Linked DNA regions of Gossypium hirsutum: all the other regions are linked to region 3. A link is a contact called in public Hi-C data. All regions are on one chromosome and are shown on one strand. Each heading gives the region's core, a stretch centred on a gene start, on an enhancer-like site or on the middle of the called end of the contact. The rest is flanking DNA. Distances are from core to core; before and after follow the strand shown.

Region 1 (4,441 bases), core at 954-3,453, 220 kb after region 3:
AATCTCGAAACACTTTAAAGAGACTATTTGACATTATTAATTAAATGTGTTTAAGTTTATAAGTAGAAATATCTGGGATTCATTATGTTTGAGTGTTAAGTCACTTAGTGAAATAAATGGTGGTAGTTTGAGTTGCTCTGACAACATAATGTGATGTCTCATATCCGGATCCGATAATTAGTATAGATTTAGGATAAATTCAACTTGGGTCATGTTTGGTATATTTTCAATCTTGACAATTACAACTATGTTTCTATCTTTTTAAAAGTCATCTGTCTAACACCCAAGACAATATATCTCCCTCACTAGACTTGATAGACAACATAATAGTCCCTTAAATCAATTGGTCATTTTTTATTCCTCATATTACGGACCATTTAGAATACCTACTAAAATAAGTCATCATTTCAAATCATAATCCATTCATATGAAGCAACTTAATATTGTTAAACCTTAGGTAATCAATGAACTAATATTTGCTTATATATTTTTCCCTTCATGCAAAAACCATTGAAGACGATAATGCACAAGATAATATTATAACTATGGAGTTTTATTAAACCAATCTATTCGAAAAATTACAAGTATAATGATAAAATAACTTCACTAATGGTATAAAAATCCAACAAAAGGGACATCAACTCAAAAGTTGTATAGATTTGTCATTTCATGCCTTTTGGAACTCCATATGGTTAATTGATTTGAGACAACTCGTGACTTGAACGAATCCCTTGGATGGATTCCCCCAACTGAATCTTTCTTTAAGATAAAATTTGTTGTTGATTATCTATCAGAGGATGGTTCAAGTAGTGACGGTATTCTATGTAATGATCATCGTGGTTTTGTCATTGTTGTCTACATAATGCAAATCCAAAATATTGCAAGCGCTTTTTTTTTCTTTTGTAACGAAGGCATATGCGTTGATCTAAGCACTTCATTTTGCTTTAAAGTTAAGTTTTTATACTATCATTCTAGTGAGAGATTCTCTTAATGTTAATTATGAGATTGTAAAAGTGAGGTATGGATACATGAATGATCAAACCGTTGATCTTCAATGGGAAGAAACTAGTTGGGGGGCTTTTTCATTGTCACTTGAGGCATGTCATTCAAGAAACAAAATTGGTGACACCGGGGACAAAGCCAAAATAATTTTTGGAGGAGGCCGAAATTAAATTAAAATTTTTATGAGAGATAAAATGTAATTTTTTTTCATTGCAAGCTTATAAATTTATAATTTCTAGAAGAATTAAATCATCATTTTATCATTTTAAAGGGCTAAAATTCAATTTTAACATTTTATTGACTTGTAATTTTTCAGATCTTAAAGAGGTTAAAACATAATTTTTCCATTTGAGGGGGGTCAGAGCCCTTACTTGCCCCCTCTAATGCTGCCCCTATGCAACCCATAGGTTGTCAGAGAAGGACTTAGGCCTCGCTCGGGATTGCTTATGAGATCAAAAACTATTTTTTTAACCACATAAACACCGCCAAACACTTGACTTCTAAGATTAATAATGAGGTGGAAATATGTTTTTCAATCTAAATGCATAAAATTGGAATTTAGGTTTTTTAGTTTTTGCCAATTGCATTTTCAAACTCAATTTATTAAAATACCTTTGTTTATATTAACTAGTTAAAATATATTTAAAAATATAGATTAATTTAAATTTTATTTATCACTAAATAACATTTATTATTGTATTTTAATTTTTAAAATATTTTTTGTAGCTTTAAATTTACAAACAATTTATTAATTATTAAATTTTTTTATGTATATTTCATATATAATTATATTAAATTATTTAAATATATTTATTTTTTAATTTTTAATATCATATCTTAAATAGACATTTTAACTTTAATTATAACTTTTTAAAGTAATATCAAATAGTAATTTAAATCACATTTCTTATTGCATTTTGCTACAACACTTTTAAATATATATTTTTTTCAAACCAAATTTTTTAAAACGACTTTTTAACCAATGATAATGCCAAAGTAGCCCTTAGAATACCAGACCAAAGGAGCTCCAGATTTTTTTCAGTGCAAAATAATAACCAGAGGAAAAAAAAAAGCTCTTGAAAAGTGTTTTGTGAATATATCTGAAGTATTATAATTTTGTATTAATATTTCGCGTAAATATAAAAAATAAATCATTTAAAAAACAAAAATCCAAATAAAATAATGTAGGATTGGAAGGGAGGGAGGCAGGCAGGCAAGAATTATACACAGGCCGACACGTGCTAAACTTACTCTCCAGTCTCTAGATTCAACTTCGGTCCCTCTAAATTCATGGAAACCAAATGGCTCTCCTTTTGCCATCTCAGCATTTCACCATTCCACGCCTGAATTTCCTCCTCTAAATTTTCTACTATATTAAGTAACGACATGCCTTTCCCTTCCCCTCTGCTACTCTGCCTCTGTCTCAAAGCTAACTAAACAAACAAACAACTAAAACACTAAATTTGCATGCACCAATGGCTCAGCTACTCTCTCCTGTATATACAGATACTCTTAAAATCCATAACCCATCTTTAAATATGAGCAGAAGAAGCTCATGGAAGGCCTATGCTAAGACTGGAGCTTCTTGGAGCTTGATGGGTCATGGTGGTCAAAGGAGAGGTTGTGGCAGAGTCAAGGTTGCTTCTGGAAATTCTGCATCTACTGATTCTCTTGCCGATGATTATTATGCTGTTCTTGGTCTGGTAATTCTTTTCACATTTCTTCTCACTTGTACTTTTCTATTTTATGATTATTATGTAGTTAGAAGTTAAAAACAGAAAATTGAAGTGTGCAACTATTTGGGTTCTTAATGATGAACTATGGGGCAGAACATTTCTTTAGTCGTGTTTTCTTTTGGTTTTATTTTGAGATTAGTAATTCTTGCTTGTTTCTTTCAAATTTATCGATTTGTTAGGGAGTGAATCTGACTGTTAAAGTGATTTTGTAGAATCATTGCATGGATAAGCAGTAATTGATATTTATAAAAACTTTATGTTTGCAAGTGATGTTGCTTAATGGATATTCATCATAGCCATAGCTACTTGGAATCTATATATTATCATGTCAAGGTAATTTTAATTTGACTTTTGTCGTGATTCAATCTCAGAAATCTAAATTTGTTTGCCATATTTACTTAGCTTCCGGACGCAACACCAGAGGAGATAAAAAAGGCTTATTATAATTGCATGAAGGCTTGTCATCCAGACCTAAGTGGCAATGATCCAGAGACTACAAATTTCTGCATGTTCATCAATGAGGTCTATGGGGTGTGTTCCCATTCAGAATGAACTTTATGTATTATGTAAATGTTTATTTGCCTACTGCTACAATGTAACTATTGCTTTGCAGGTTCTCAGTGACCCCGTACAGCGCACGGTTTATGATGAAATTCATGGCTATGCGTTGACTGCAATGAATCCTTTCATGGATGATTCCGCCCCAAGAGACCATGTATTTGTCGACGAGTTTAGTTGCATAGGTATGAGCTTTGCTTACATTTCTAGGTTTTTCTTTATGATTTAAAAACATATCAGATCAACCAGTTCAACTAGTGCAACCGGAAACTGGTAGATTAGACGGTTCAATCTTATATATTTAACCAGAATTATGACAAGCTAGAAAGAACCAAAAGGAATCAGAAAAATAAAAGTGCAAGAAATTATGTTCAAAGTATTTCAAATAAAATACAATTTATCTTTATCATTTGAACCATCCGGTTGAACTGTTTCAACCAGAAATTTCATTAATACCAGTTCTTTAAGTGATATGGTTTTGAAAACATTGATTTTTTCTGGTTGACATTCATAATTAGTTGTTAATGATTATTAATTTATAACCCAAGTGTCTTAAACCACTCCTCTGATATACAGAATGATAATGATCTCCTTTGAACTTAGAAATTTTGGCATTTCTAAATGCATATTGATTGCACATAAAGAATTGGAGCATGTACAAAATTTCAGCCACATTTGATCAAGGTTATGTCTTGCTTTATTTTTTCTGGACTTTTCATATTCCCTTAGGTACACATGTTTTCAGACATGCCTGTATAGGTATGATCCTGATGATATATAGAAAAACTGATTTAAAAAATGGGTATACATGTATTGGACACTTATACTAACATTCAGTTTGAGTGTAACATAGGTCTTTCTTAACTACAACCTAGTAGAGGTGCCTGTAATTTGAGCAGATTAGCTGTTAGGATACTTTTCTCTAAAAGTTTTTAAAAAGTTTTCATATGGAAACAATAACTGTAGCTAAAGTTACACTACTTGTGATTGGAAGGAAGTACCTACAAAGGCATAACTTCACCGCTACCAGTCTAAGATTCTAAACTGACACCTATAAGATGATTTTTTTTCCTTCACAGGCTGCAAAAATTGTGCCAATGTTGCCTGTGATGTGTTTAGAATTGAAGAAGACTTTGGACGAGCCA
Region 2 (4,270 bases), core at 1,118-3,617, 140 kb before region 3:
TTCAGCGTTTCTGTTTTCTTCCCGATTTTGATTAACATTCTCGCTTTCAACATCCTCTGTTGCTGATTCTTGATGCAGCCGTTCTTCTTGGGCACCCATCATGTGCATCAAAAGTTCTTCAGGCTTTAACTCATAACCAGAGCCATCAATCGTTTTAGTTTTTTCTTTGTATAGAGCATCTAGCTGGTGAAAGTAAGGACACGTCTTGGAATCCTCAGGCCGCTTCTTATTGCTTTCTTTCACTCTTTTGAAGTACTTATTCATATTCTCCCATTTCTCTTTACACCTCTTAGCGCTTCGATCGTAGCCAAGCTTTTTCATGGCTGTTGATATCTCCTCCCACAGAGGGCCTTTAGGTCCAGCGTCTTGATACTGCATATCAAGATTAGTCCTCAGTCTTATCAAAGCCTCCACTTCATCTTTAGGCCAACGAGAGGGACTTAGGTGCATATAACTCTCACTACCATTGCTATTTTCTTGCCTATCAACAACTTTCTCAACTGGGAATGAGATATCAGGCAATTGCACTGAGGTCGTTTGATCCGAAAACTTCTGTAGAAATGCCAGCACAGCAGCATCTTTAGCAGCTGCAATCGATCTCTCTTGCACCAATAGCTCGCGTTCCCTCTTAAGTCGAGCCAATTCTTGTACCTTCCATGCTTCCTCTCTAGACATCCTATCTTGCTCAGACTTCTCTATTGCCTCTATAAACTTCTTCTGCAAATTCTCTTGCTTCTCCATCATTTCCCTCATCAATCTCTCGAAAAAGTCTGTCAGTTTCCTCTTTTTCTTTCTTGTCCCATCCGATTCCTTACTAGACGAAGAAGTCGTTGAGGTAGAAGTTTCATTGAAATTCGAAGCTGGGTTTCGGACAGAAAATGGAATAGCATCATGGATAACATTCAAAGGCTCTACTGAAGTGTTAATATCTCCACTGGCAGGTGGAACCAAGGAAGGATGATGATCCAATGCTTCTAATTGCTCAAAAAACCTATAATTCTTGCCGTTTGATTTTCCAGACCGACCTTCTTTGGTTCTCCTATGGTATTTGTAAACATTCTCAAATTTCTCTTTACATTTTTTGGCACTTCTATTGTACCCGAGCTCAGCCAATTTCCTGATAAAGGAATCCCATTATTGCACCTCGAAATCAATTACTTTAACTTGACAATAATGTAATAAAAGTAAAAAAATTTAAAAGATTGTTAAGATTACTGAACTTCGAGAGTGTAATGGAAACAAAGTAGTTTTTAAAAAAAGACTTGTTTTTTACCCATAAAACGTTTTTACTGCATTTACAGTATAATTGAACTAGAAGGAAATCAATATCCCAAGCTAAGCAAAAACCCAAAATTTCCCCACTTTTTCAGTGGAGGACCCAACATTTTCCTACTTCAAAAATAATCAAACATGGTTGAGAAGAAAAGGAAAGGAAGGAAACCTGGAAACTTCTTCCCAGAGAGGAGCCTTGACACCAGAGTCTCTAAAAGCAACGTCCATTTCAGACCTTATCTTTAACAAAGCTAAAGTCTCCTGCCTTGGCCAACGGTTCCCTGAAAAATTCCCTTCACTCTCTTCATTTTTCACCTTAGCTTCCTCTTCATTCTCTAAGCTGACGTTGTCGCCGACTGTATTACTTTCTGGGAAACTTGAATTTTCCATCATCACGAATAGCAGTTCAGTAAAATAGTTTACAGCCCCAAAGCCCCCCCCCAAAAAAAAAAACTGTGAAATTTTAATTGGGGCTTCCTTGGAGATATGGAAAAAGTAAATATTTTAGAGTTGAAGGAAGGATTCTTTTTTTCTGTTTAAGGTGAAGTTTTTCTTTCCCTTCAGAATTCTACCATTTTATTGGGTTAAGTAGGTAAGAAAGGCAGAGGTGAATTAGGGTTTCTCTAGAAAAGATAAGATAAGATGGGGAGAAGAGTTGCTGCGGTGCATTGTGTGGGGCAAAAACCAAGCTGATTATTTTCCTTTGATATTTCCTAATTAATTTATTTCAGGCACAATAATTCAAATTTTAAATCCCACTCTAAACATTTTTATTTTACCATTCAATTAAATATTAAACTTTTTATAAATATATACTACATAATCCTATTTTCATTCATGTGTTTTATAATCTAATATTGTTTATAATTATATAAAATATGTTTTATAAATTTTATGTGATGATTTTTTTTATTTGTGATAGAATTATACTTCTTTCATTATATTATTATAAGTTTGAGTTTTTTATTATAAAATCACTTAAAACTATTCTTTTAAGAAAGTAATATTACTTTGTTTTAATTTAAATAGAATAATTGTTTTGAATAATACCGAGGCACAGTTATTAAAGAAGCTAAACAAAACGGTGCGCAATAAATAAAGATACCCATTAGCCTCGGTTTCCTGGGATAGGAGATAAAGAAAAGAAAAGGCAAAAACCAGGGTTTCAAAACTAAATACAAAAGAGTGTAAGGAAGCTCCAAATTGAAGCATGAAGGAGCCCTAGCTGAGGACGGAAAAACCTTAATCCGGCGCAACTGGGATCGGGCAGTCAGCCTTCACCACCAACACAGCCATATCAGGTACATCCTCTACCCAAAATCGGTCTTCATTGAAAGTAGATCTTGCTTTAGCTAGAATATGGGCCACCCGATTCGCGTTCCTATCAATAGATCTGAAAATTATTTTATCAAACATTCTAGCTCTTTGCTTAATTTCTTCAACATAAACCCCAATTGCAGATCTATCCCTACCCATCTCAGTAATACGCACAATAGTAGATCTTGAGTCCCCTTCAACCACTAAATTCTTGAAACCCATGTCAGTGGCAAATCGCAGACCATCCGAGGCAAGCAAGCATTTCAGCCATGAAAGGATCAGAGACAAAATTGTTCCGTACCATACCACTTCCCAAAACCTGGCCTTGGGCGTTCCTAACAACAAAACCAGAAGAAGACTGTCGGCTTTGGGCATGAAAAGCAGTATCAAAGTTAAGCTTGAGCATCGGATCCGTCGGGGGGGTCCAGCTTTGCTTCATCGTTATCCTTGCCTCGGGTAATTTCGCTCTGAACTCCTTGAGTTCACGAACAAGGCTGATAACTTTGGCACTAATTTCTAGTGCATGTTGTTGTTTCCCTTCCATGACATGTCTATTACGAGCATACCACAAACCCCAAATTGTAATGGCGATGGTAAAACAGGCGTGGTGTCACTCGATCTCATTAGGTGAGTAAACCAGCTCCAGTAGTCCTCATGGTTACCAGATAGAGTCCATTCAAGATTAACCTGTCTCCAAACTTCCTGTGCAGGGCCACACCGTGTGCTTATATGTAGCGGAGTCTCAGCTTCAATATTACAGCGGGGACACATAGGGGAAATAGCAAGTCTTCTATTGTAAAGTATAGATGCTGTAGGAATAAAATTGTGTATTATTCTCCAATTTGCTATCTTATTTTTGGGAGTGATTTGGAGAGACCAAATTTTTTTGTAAAAGTCAATATTACCTTGGGTAGAGTCTGTATAATCAGAGGCATAGGTTAACATTTGATAGCCACTCCTGACTGTGTAAAGTCATGTATGTTCTCCTTTCCAAACTGGCACATCATCGTCAACATATTCAGATAGTGGAATACAACAGATGGCCGTGGCAATCTCAGGGGGAAACAATCTGGTAATAAGCTCAGTCTTCCATATTCTGTAATTTGCTTCTATTAAATCAGCCACCAAAAATAAATTCTCATCGCCTGTATTAAATCTGTATTAAATGCTTGGGAACTAGTAATTGGCTTTGCATTATAATTTATTTCACCTTTCAATTTAATAAAAAAAACTTATTAATTCTTATTTGTTATGAATATATTATTAATTGAATATCCATCAAGATCAAGAAAGGTCTTGATGTATTTTAAATTTTAATAGTCATTAAAAGTAGTTCTCTACTTCATTTATACATCTTATGCTTATAAATAAAAACTTTAAGAAAGTTCTGTAAATATCTCTATTGATCAATAAAATATATTCTCTATTGCTCTTTATATTTTTTTTATTCTTTACTCTTTGTCTACTTATTTTAGAATAATTCTCTTTTAATTGTTTTTCTCCATAAGTCACAAAAATTTTTCCCTTTCACCAAGCCTTTCCCCTTTTATGTAACAACCAATGCAATAGTCGGTTACTCAAATTTGCTACTCAAGCAGTTGTCGATTGCCTTCTAGAGTAATTATTATTTCAGTTTTCAATTGAGGCTTTGCGTATTATGAGTAATCATTATACAAGTAAA
Region 3 (3,898 bases), core at 1,155-3,654:
ACTTGAAACCCCTCCTGTTCTTCCCGTGTATAATCTAATCAGGGCTAGGCTCCACACCAGTAAATCATTTCAATCGAGGATGTGTCGCCTATTTAGAGCAGCTTCAAAGCGACTACATGAGCCTGCTCTCATTTCAGTACTCATATCATTCTCTGGTGCCGGATAGTAGTCCTCTCTCAGCTGTACGTCTCTGAGGTTAGGTATTTTAAGAAGGAACATCATGAAGTGTTCATGAGCCGTCCCATGGATAAATAACTTCCTAAGCTCAAGACATTCGGCCAGCAATCCAGCAGCAGGGAGTGAGAGACTCCTGTGGTTGACATCCCTGTCTTGTGGAGGCCAATAATCTAGTTCACTTAGCCTCAATTCCCCAATGCCATTAAGGAAAAACCTTTCCCACAAACTCAAATCCATTTGGCCTGACGGTGCTGTGAGTGCATAACCTATGGTTTCACTACAATCTAATTGCATCTTCGAAAGCCGAGGGTAGAGTGCAAGAGAGCTCAATCCAAATGCACGTTCAGATGGTTTGGAACGTCCCCTGCAGTCCCCTTCCACCTTTATTCGAATCTCCTCCAAATTAGGGCAGTTCAGAAGACCCGCCGCTGCCAATGGTGTAAGGAGTTCACTAACACCAATCCAAAGTGAAAGGTATTGCAACCTATCCCATTTCTTGCACCAAAATCCGTTGTTTTCCAGAATGTAACCATCACTCACGTCAGAGGAGTATTTGCATTTCTTCCTTCTCATTTCATGATCATACTCACTCCCCATTAAGCTAAATAAACTGGATGGTTCCTCCACTTGGTTGTGCCAAAAACTAAGACCAACCGGCTCGGAATTCCCAATCTCCTCCCATCCGTTCCAGACACAGTCAATATGCAGCCATTGAATCCGATCACGGATTGGCTCCACAGATCTCAATGAAGCTGCAGCATCAAGATTCTTGCAACAAGAAATCTTGACTTTGACCAAAGTATTTCTTAGCAAGCAAGCCATTGTCCTAAGACCCTTCTCCGTAATCCTTTTGCATCCTTGAACTTCAAACCTGGACAGCTTAGAGCACCCTCTCCCAATTGCAATCAATCCCATATCCGTCAAATCCCCACAATTCTTAATAGACAACTCTTCCAGACCCGAACACAAGGCAATCCCATCAAGCTGAGATTCATTCGCCAGACATATCCCATGAAACTGCCCCAACTTGAGCACTCTCAAATCCTTGCATTTAGAATTCAACATTTCCAATGCCATGGAAGTATCCCTGACGTTCCTTCCAACATCAAGCACAAGCTCTTGAAGCAGCGGCAAGCCAGAGAAGAATTCCACCAGCGTCCCTTTGGTAACCATAGCATCCTCCGAAGTAAATCCCTCATTATCCGGATCACCTCGAACGTCAGTCAGTGAGGACGTATCAGCCAAATGCAAAAGCGTCAATTTAGGACAATTATTAGCCACAGCTAACAAGGTCTCATCTCCGACGAACCCAATGTACCTAGGATCAAAGTTACAAGCCACCAAGAAGTTCTTCAAGTTAGGACAAGCCGTGGTGATTTCCTTAATTTCCTGAGACTTAAACCCTTCAGCAAACGACGTCGTTAGCAAATTCAAGTGGACTAACGAGGCCGATACCTTGGGGCAAGCTTGAAGAACCGGGGGCAGATCTTCAGTCCAATAATAAAAAGTGGACAAATCAAGCCAATTCAGATTCTCGCACTGCTCCAACAAACAAACAAAGTCTTCACCGATTGGCCACGAAGCCAGCCGTTGATGCCACCTAACCAACTTCACACGCTTCAACCCAGGCCATTGTTGAACCAAAATCTTGATCGTCAACGGCGATCTAGCGTAGACCGTCAAGGACGTGACCGCAGGGAACGCTACGCGGAGGCGATGGGCCAAAAGCTGAGGATCAGTATCAGACAACGGAGAAGAAAGAAGCGGGTGGCCCCATGGGGAGAGGAAGGAGAGGTCCAAGTCAGAGACGGATCTGAAACAGGTCGGGATCATGAAAAGGTCCCTTGCGTTACCGCGGAGAGTGAGAGAGACGCGCGTCGCCCTATCAAGAAGCATAAACTTACGGCTGACAAGGGAAAGAGAGTTCCGGGTTCGGGTATCTGAAATAGAAGCAAAGATGTTCGATAGAATAACGTCGGGGATATCGTTAATGGTGGCCATTTGGTGTTAGGGTGAGTAATGTTTGGGTGGGTGAGTTTGATTTGATTCAAGTTATAGATTGAATTTGAGAGATAAGCCAGATTTTGACGAAGAAATTTGGTTTGAATGAAGTGAGTGAGAGAGAAGGTTGGTTTCTGGTTAAAGCTTTAAAGTTTGGATAAATACTAAAATGGCATTTGGGACTGGAGATGGGGATGGGATGTGGATAACAGTACACTAAATGAAAGTACTGGTGAGAGAGTTTTGTCTTGTCGCTGATTGGGAAGGCCACGTTGTCTAAGACTAGACCCAAATCCATCCTGGCACTGCATTGGGCGTTGGTTTGACATTGCTGTCTTTTTTTTTTTTGGTTAAATTACTAGGGAAATACTTTTTCAGTGGATCTAAAATTTTTGTTGAAATTAATTAGTCAATTTAATAATTATTTTCACCTTAAAACTTGAAATTAACAATTACTTTTATATTAATGTCTAAATTCTTTAACAAATTTAATTTTAAATTTGATAATTATTTTCAAATTTAAATTTGAATATTAAGATTTTTAATAAAATATCAAAAATTAACTTAGATAAAACAAGATTCAAATTTCGTCAAATTTAAAATTTAATTTTGATAAAAGAAATCAAACCTCAATTAAAAACGATTATCATCCAAAACGTGTATTAACACCAGCTTGTCATATTTTTCCCATGTCTCTACGGAGACAAGGTAAAAACTTTCCTAAATTTAATTTCCTTGGACAATGCCACGTGCTTGTGGAACCCACATCCAAGATTTTACCCCTACTCTTTTTCTTCTACTCAGCTCCTATTTCCTTTTTATCTTTTTCTAGTTTTGCTGGATTTCTAATTAAAACAATAAAAAAAAGGTTGGAATTCTTTTTGTCTGTACGTACATGTAAGTTTACCATTTCATTAAACTTAAATGCCTTTTATGAATTGCAACAACTTGGAATTTTGTAGTTATTAATGCGAATAAAACAGGACGGAAGGGATGATGTTAAATCAACTACTATTTTATAATTAATACGCTTTGTTGTATTATTCGTCCTGCTATATTATAGATGTATAATTTTAAATCACTTTATTTAGTATGATTGAATTGAAATCTATAAAATAGTTTGAGTTTTATCATCTCTAATTATAAAATATTAAAAAAATAAAGAGTCATAACTAAATTTGAAATAAAAATTAAAAGGAAGAATGATATGTATTTCATTAAAATTTTAACGCAATGTGACATGTTTTAATCATGAGTTAACTATAAACTAATAAAAACAAAAAGCAAGTTATGGAGATTTCTTCTTTGTTGACTTTTCTGGAAGACAAAGCTACCAAGAAAGTTCGTATGCATTGTAATGATGCGAGGGAAGACAACCATCTTATGGTAGTGGATGGGGATGGAAACCGCAATTGATTTCACTAGATATTATATCAGAGTCTGTCTCCCATGGTCGTGGTCCACTTATTGGGCAAGAAAATAGGGTTTCAAACTCTCTCGAATAAGATCTATCATCTATGAAAGCCATCAACTTCGGTCAAAATTATGGATTTAAAGAATGATTATTTCATGATAAAATTCTAAGAGGAATCAAACTATATCCGAGCTCTAATAGAAGGACCTTGGATTGTTTTTGGACAGTATTTAACGATCCAACCCTGGTCAGAATCTTTCTCAACTAGCCAACCATACCCGTCTAACGTAGTTGCTTAGATACGAC

Evidence for each region. A called contact is a pair of places that touch in the nucleus more often than the background predicts.
Region 1: a contact with region 3 is called in a Hi-C map of leaf, with 3 times the contacts expected there. The contact joins the promoter of LOC107945477 here to the promoter of LOC107945475 in region 3. A contact is called at or near these places in 4 of 34 Hi-C or Micro-C datasets (callus and leaf).
Region 2: a Hi-C map of leaf shows a contact between it and region 3, with 1.8 times the contacts expected there. The contact joins the promoter of LOC107945472 here to the promoter of LOC107945475 in region 3. A contact is called at or near these places in 3 of 34 Hi-C or Micro-C datasets (leaf and petal).

The regions. Positions count from the first base shown.
Region 1 is chrD12:32,433,411-32,437,851 of Gossypium_hirsutum_v2.1, reverse strand. LOC107945477 (chaperone protein dnaJ C76, chloroplastic) reads left to right here and starts at 2,203. Exons shown (of 9, transcript XM_016879497.2): 1 at 2,203-2,705; 2 at 3,141-3,269; 3 at 3,352-3,481; 4 at 4,376-4,441. The coding sequence starts at 2,478.
Region 2 is chrD12:32,791,426-32,795,695 of Gossypium_hirsutum_v2.1, reverse strand. LOC107945472 (trihelix transcription factor DF1) reads right to left here and starts at 2,367. Exons shown (of 2, transcript XM_016879493.2): 1 at 1,442-2,367; 2 at 1-1,117. The coding sequence starts at 1,665.
Region 3 is chrD12:32,655,216-32,659,113 of Gossypium_hirsutum_v2.1, reverse strand. LOC107945475 (F-box/LRR-repeat MAX2 homolog A) reads right to left here and starts at 2,404. Exons shown (of 1, transcript XM_016879495.2): 1 at 1-2,404. The coding sequence starts at 2,178. The coding sequence ends at 70.